2 separate regions of the Mus musculus genome follow, and region 2 is linked to region 1. The links are chromatin contacts, called in public promoter capture Hi-C maps. All regions are on one chromosome and are shown on one strand. Each heading gives the region's core, a stretch centred on a gene start, on an enhancer-like site or on the middle of the called end of the contact. The rest is flanking DNA. Distances are from core to core; before and after follow the strand shown.

What was found. Promoter capture Hi-C pulls out the DNA fragments that hold promoters and counts their contacts.
Region 2: a promoter capture Hi-C map of pre-B cells shows a contact between it and region 1, with 2.6 times the contacts expected there. The contact joins the promoter of Zswim3 here to the enhancer-like site in region 1. A contact is called at or near these places in 2 of 39 promoter capture datasets (the 3T3-L1 cell line and pre-B cells), 1 of 15 datasets of contacts at CTCF or cohesin (large pre-B cells), 2 of 115 datasets of contacts at active chromatin or transcription factors (bone marrow-derived macrophages and memory CD8 T cells) and 1 of 9 other capture datasets (liver).

What each region holds. Positions count from the first base shown.
Region 1 is chr2:164,529,902-164,532,813 of GRCm38.p6, forward strand. Gm36090 (a long non-coding RNA gene) reads right to left here. Exons shown (of 6, transcript XR_375205.4): 6 at 2,288-2,912. Among named protein-coding and RNA genes, the nearest start is that of Gm36090, 18 kb to the right of the region's middle. Within about 2 kb of position 1,475, at least 15 of the 459 cell types and tissues checked have an H3K27ac peak or open chromatin away from gene starts, as enhancers often do. A contact at or near this core is called in pre-B cells, where this site is marked.
Region 2 is chr2:164,803,719-164,806,630 of GRCm38.p6, forward strand. It overlaps Zswim3 (zinc finger SWIM-type containing 3), which reads left to right and starts at 1,396. Exons shown (of 2, transcript NM_178375.2): 1 at 1,396-1,713. The coding sequence starts at 1,559. It overlaps Acot8 (acyl-CoA thioesterase 8), which reads right to left and starts at 1,163. Exons shown (of 6, transcript NM_133240.2): 1 at 972-1,163. The coding sequence starts at 1,099.

The DNA.
Region 1 (2,912 bases), core at 225-2,724:
ACATAACAAAGCTGGTATACAAACTTCTTGGGGCTGCCACGACAAAGTACTATTAATGGAGTGGCTTAAACAATTGGAATTTGTTCTCCAATGATTCTGGATCACAAAAGTCCTAGATGAAGACGCTGAGACAGTCATGTGCCTTCCTGCACACGACTGGTTTCATTTCTGTCTCTGTGATAAAAAATACCCTGACAAAAGGGTTTATTTTATTGTATAGCTCCAGGCTAAAGCTCACCACTGTAGGGCAAGCCAGAGTGAGAAGAGACGCAGGATCTTGTAGCAGCTAGTCACAGCCACACTCAAGAATGGAGCAGCATTAATGCATGCATGCCACATGTTTGTCTGCTTGTGCTGAGCTTGATTTTCTCCATTCTTTCACAGTCCGGGATTCCCTGCCTAGGGAATGGTGCTGCCCACAGTGGGCGGGGTCTTCTTACATAATTAACTCAAAAGAATCTTCTTCAGACATGGCCACCAGCCAACCCAGTGTAGAAAATCTCTTATTAAGACTCCCCAGGAGATTCTAGTTTGTATTAAGTTGGCGGTTAAAGTTGTCATATTGTAAGGGAAAGCTGTGTTCCAGGAATCTCTCCTAGCTTTTCGAAGTCTGCTGACTCATAGCCACATAAACCGTGTCTTCACAGAGGTGCCTTGTCTGTCTCTCAGTATAAGAATACGACTAGGGTCCACTGTAATGATTTCATTGTAATGTGATTAGTTCAGTAACATGCTTTTCTCTAAATAAGGTCACATTCTGATTGATGTCCTATAGATCAGGACTCCACCATGTCCTTTTAGGGGCACGGAGATGCACATCAGTCCGTAGTAGCTGATGAAGGAAGAGTCCAGACCTATTTGACAGACCCAGGTCTTTGTCCTTTGGTGGAAGGAAGACAGGATGACTGAGAGCTCACTCTCCAGCTGTGGTGCAAGTGTCCAATGCTAGGTCTGTCTTAACCGGGGGTTCTTCAGAACAGAAGGCAAGGACTACCAGGTGGCGATGGGACGGGAGGAAGGAGTGGAGAGGTAGCCTGCCATAGCTGTAACCTGGGCTTAGTCTCTCATGCAAGCTGGAAGATGAGCAAGACACACCTGTCAGAAGCAGTTTCCTTTTTTGTAAAGCATTGATGTCATGTTATAGGCCTCAGGAAGTTCACAGGCTTGGGCATCCTAAAGGTCTGTGTTGATTATGATCTGATGTGCTCTGAATACTGCAGGCCAAAGCTCCCACTCTGAAAACCCACACTTCAGCTCTTAGCATTTTCTCAATGTGTTGTCTATTGCACTAAAGACATGAATACGTTTATTTTCTATTATGTCACTTCCTGGAAGTAGGTCAAGGGACCCCTCCCCAACACATCAGGCATGCTACATTCTCTCTTCTGAATATGGATTCCAGACTTCTCTGGGGAGAATGCTTGCAGCCTTTTGCTTATAGGATAACCTCACTTGGTCCAGGCCTTGAAAAGCCTGCCCTCTGGTGGCAGTAGAAGGAACTGTACCCTCACAGTCTACCGGTACTTTTCCCCATGACATGAAACGTTTCTTTGGATGCCTGCTAGTTTTGGACCCTCCCTCCCTCTATCCTCCCTGCCTCTGTCCTCCCTGCCTCTGTCTCTTCTTTCTTCTTTCTGTCTTACTATTTTTCAATTCTGAGGATAGATTTCCACACTTTACACATGTCAGGAAAGCCTTCTAGCACCGGATGCAGCTCCCTAGCTTATTTTTCCTCTCTTTTGCTGAGAAACCAAGTTTCTAAAATGCAGGCTAATATGAATAATTAGCATAAGCATTACATCATCAGTACTTGTAGCAGACGATCCAGACACAGTTTCCTCTCTCACGAAGTGCTTGTTCTTATAGATGTTGAACATGTGGTTGGCAATGAACATGCTGACTGCTGGTGAACGGGCATGCAGCTATGGTGCAGATTCCACAGGAGACCTGGCTTGGGTGCAGGTGGCAATAGTGGCAGTTGGGAAGGCTGACCCCAGAAAGAGAAGTTTCAGCTGAGCTCTGAGGCGTGAGTGAGAGTTACCAAGTGTGGTGGATGAGAGCCAAAACAACACAAGGATGATTCAAGTAAGAGACGTGGGTTCAAGTGGGGAGATGAGGCAGGACGCCCCAAGTCTTGTAAGCGATGGACTGAGCTGTGGGGCAAGCTGAGGGTTTGGGGTGCTATCCTAAGACCAGGGGAAGAGTCAGGACCCTTGGGAGTTGCTATGGTTTGTATAAGCTTGGCTCAGGGAGTGGCACTATTAGAAGGTGTGGTCCTGTTGGAGTGGGTGTGGTCTCGTTGGTGTAGGTGTGTCAGTGTGGGTGTGGGCTTTAAGACCCTCATCCTAGCTGCCTGAAAGCCAGCCTTCAGATGAAGATGTAGAACTCTCAGCTCCTCCTGCACCATGTCTGCCTGGATTCTACTATGTTCCTGCCTTGATGATAGTGGACTGAACCTCTGAACCTGTAAGCCAGCCCCAATTAAATGTTGTCATAATTTATAAGAGTTGCCTTGGGGGGCTGGAGAGATGGCTCAGCGGGTTAGAGCACTGACTGCTCTTCCAAAGGTTCTGAGTTCAAATCCCAGCAACCACATGGTGGTTCACAACCATCCGTAGTAAGATCTGATGCCCTCTTCTGGTGCGTCTGAAGTCAGCTATAGTGTACTTATGTATAATAATAAATAGGTCTTAAAAAAAAAGAGTTGCCTTGGTCATGCTGTCTGTTCCCAACAGTGAAACCCTAAGACAAGAGTGAATGAAGGGGGTGGGGGGAGGCACCCAGGCAGCAGTGGTCATGGCAACTGATTAGCTGGAAGAAGACAGTATTCTTGGCTCACCAGAGAACAGTTAGGGGTGCTTTCCTAGTAGATGGCACATAGATGGTAGTTGGTAGATGGCACGTGGTGGCGA
Region 2 (2,912 bases), core at 146-2,645, 270 kb after region 1:
CGGCTACCTGCAGATTAATCTAGGTGAAAGGGCTTGCCCAGTGCTGGAGCCTGAACCCTGAGTCCTAGCACTCAACCCTGAGATTGTCAGTTTTTTCTTTACAGAACAATTTGAAAAGCGCTCCTGGCCCAAGACAGTAATTACCTAGCTGGAAGAACGATAGCTTCTGATAAAGTCGTAAGGGCTGCATGGGTCAGAACTGTCACTGAACAGGCATGGTGGTACACACCTTTGAGCCCAGGATTTGGGAGGCAGAGATACACTGGCCTCTGTGAGCTCAAGGCCAGCCAGGTCTACACAGAGTTCCAGGTTAGCCAGGGAGGGCTATACAGAAAGCCTGTCTCAAAACAAAACAAGACAACCAGCTAGACCTGGTGGTGAACTCCTGCCAGCGCTTAAGAGACAAATGAAGGTGGATCCCTGTGGGTTCCAAGCCAACTTGCTGTGTATATATATATACTCTCTCTCTCATTCTCTCCCTCTCCATTCATATATATATAGTGAATTCCAGGTCATCCAGGACTATATTTAGTGACATCTTGTCTCTAAACAAAACAAAAAAATTGTTACAAACCCACTTCAGTGAAAGATAAGTAATGACTTACCAGACATTAAGGGATGGCTTGAACAAACGAACACACACGCACACTCAGTCTACCAGATTAAGCTGCCTTGTGGGGTAGCGGAGTCTCTGTCCCCTCTCTCCCTCTCTCCCTCTCTCCCTCTCTCCCTCTCTCTCTCTCTCTCTCTCTCACACACACACACACACACACACACACCTTCCCCCCCCACCCCCCAGATCGCCTCCTGAAGAGGAAGCAAGGATGGATGCCAGGGACATGCCTTCTAACTGCAGCAGAGCTTGCATCCAACTCTTAACCCCAGAACTGAGGTTCACAGGGAGATGGCAGTAATCGCGACTCTATACTGAAAGAGGGGTGCGAGCCTAGTTCAGAGGCGCTACCGGCTACCTGTAGAGATCTTCATCTAGCGGCTCGAGGTTGAGCACGCTCGTGACCAGCACACTACGGAGGTCCCCGGAAAGGTCGCCGCGGTCGGCGTCGCCATGAGCATCTCCCAGACCCTCTGGCGCTGACATTTTCACTGCTGGCTGCGGTTGAGAGAAACGCGGAAACTTATATAGGCTCCCAGCGCTTCCGGAAGGTCGCTCCAGGGGCCGGAAATCCCAAGGGCTCCGGGGAGCGAGACGCAGATTGTGATTGGTCGATGTGCTTGTCAATTTCAGAGTGGGCGCGGCTAGCTCTATCTTAAGATTGGAGGATATTTGTGTCAGTTTTGGACATCCGCGTGTGATTGGGTGAATCAGCGAGGGGGCGGAGCCTTGGAGATGAATAATAAGGGATGAGCGTCTTTCCTCTTCTGTCACTGAGCAAAGTCGCCCCTAGGTTGCTGTTACCGGTCTCCTCCTGTTCTGGGCTCCTCCCAAGCGCCCTGTAAGCCACTCACTCGGGACCGCAGCTGGGCCCGTGCCAGCCGTTACCCAGTGACCTCTGACCCCTGCCGTGGTTCTAGGTTCTAGGAGGGCCAGTCCCCGGCCATGGAGCTAGGCAGCTGCTTTAAGACCTACGAGGACTTCAAGGAGTGTTTCAGCGCCTACAAAAAGGAGACCAGGTGCTCCTTCATTGTCAGGGACTGCATCTCCGTCCGCTTCCATAACCTCAACAACGGCACCTCTTTCCGCGAGGATATCCTGTAAGGGCGGGGCAGGAGGGTGGGGAGGAGGGCTGCCTGGAGGAGGAGGGCGTGCATGGAGGAGCCACGTTCCCCGTGCCTGCGGAAAAACGAGGGAAACCTCACCGGCGTGGCCTTTGCTACCCGCCGCGCTTGCTCCCACTCCTTCATTCACGAGCTTTCCTGGGAATTCGCAGTAACTGCATCTTGTTGTTTTTCCGTTTTATTTGTTTGTTGAGAGAATCTATCTCAAGCGCAAGGCTGGTTGAGGAGTGAATTGAAACGCCTTAGTAATAATTTCCTCCATTAGCCTCCTCTTTACAAAGCAGTAATGGTGCTCATTGGTTGGTTGGTTGGTTCTTTTCGGTGATTGATTTTGTAAATGATTCTTGAGCTCCAGATACAGCCGTTTTCAAACACCTTCCTTATCCAAGGTGGTGCTCCCTGAGTGCCTTTCTTACTCTGCAGGGCTGTGTGTCAGAATTATTGGTGGTAGCTCCCTGACTCATTTGACTTTAGGGGCTAAAAGCTGATGAAAACGCCAGGGCTTTTAGGGTTCAGGTGAAACAGCCTACTATAAATTTAGCTTTTAGTTTTTCTTTGAAAGAAAGAATAAGGGTGCAGGTTTAGAAGCCCAATGCGAAAAGGTTGAGGCCGGCGGGTCATGAGTTTGAGACAAATCAGTTTGGTTTAAAAAAAAAAATACAGGGAAAGGGGGTTGGTGGTGGAAGCCTTTAATCCCAGCACTCAGGAGGCAGAGGCAGGCAGATCTCTGTGAGTTCGACGCCAGTCTGGTCTACAGAGCAGCTTCCAGGACAGTCAGGGCTACACAGAGAAAACCTGTCTTGAAAAACCAAAGTGGGGAGTTGGGGGGCGGGAGGGAGAGACAGAGAGAAATGGGAAGCAGCCCCGCCCCTTCGTAAAAAGGAAGGTTTGTGTGCCCAGTCTTTTGCTGTGAAATCTAATCATATGAATCAATTTGAAAGTCAATTCAAGTTTTAATTACAACATATAGGCCAACTGAGTGTCAAAATATACCAAAGTTTGAGTCAGGGATTGAGCTCTTTGGACAGTACTTTCCAGACTATAGAGCCTGGCTGTGTTCTGGCTCCATTCTGAAGTCCAGGGTCACTCTTGGGTACACATAAAGATGAATAAGTGTCCCTAAGGAGTTACTTGGACTTAGAAACTAATATGGATGAAAATAACAAATGGGGGGC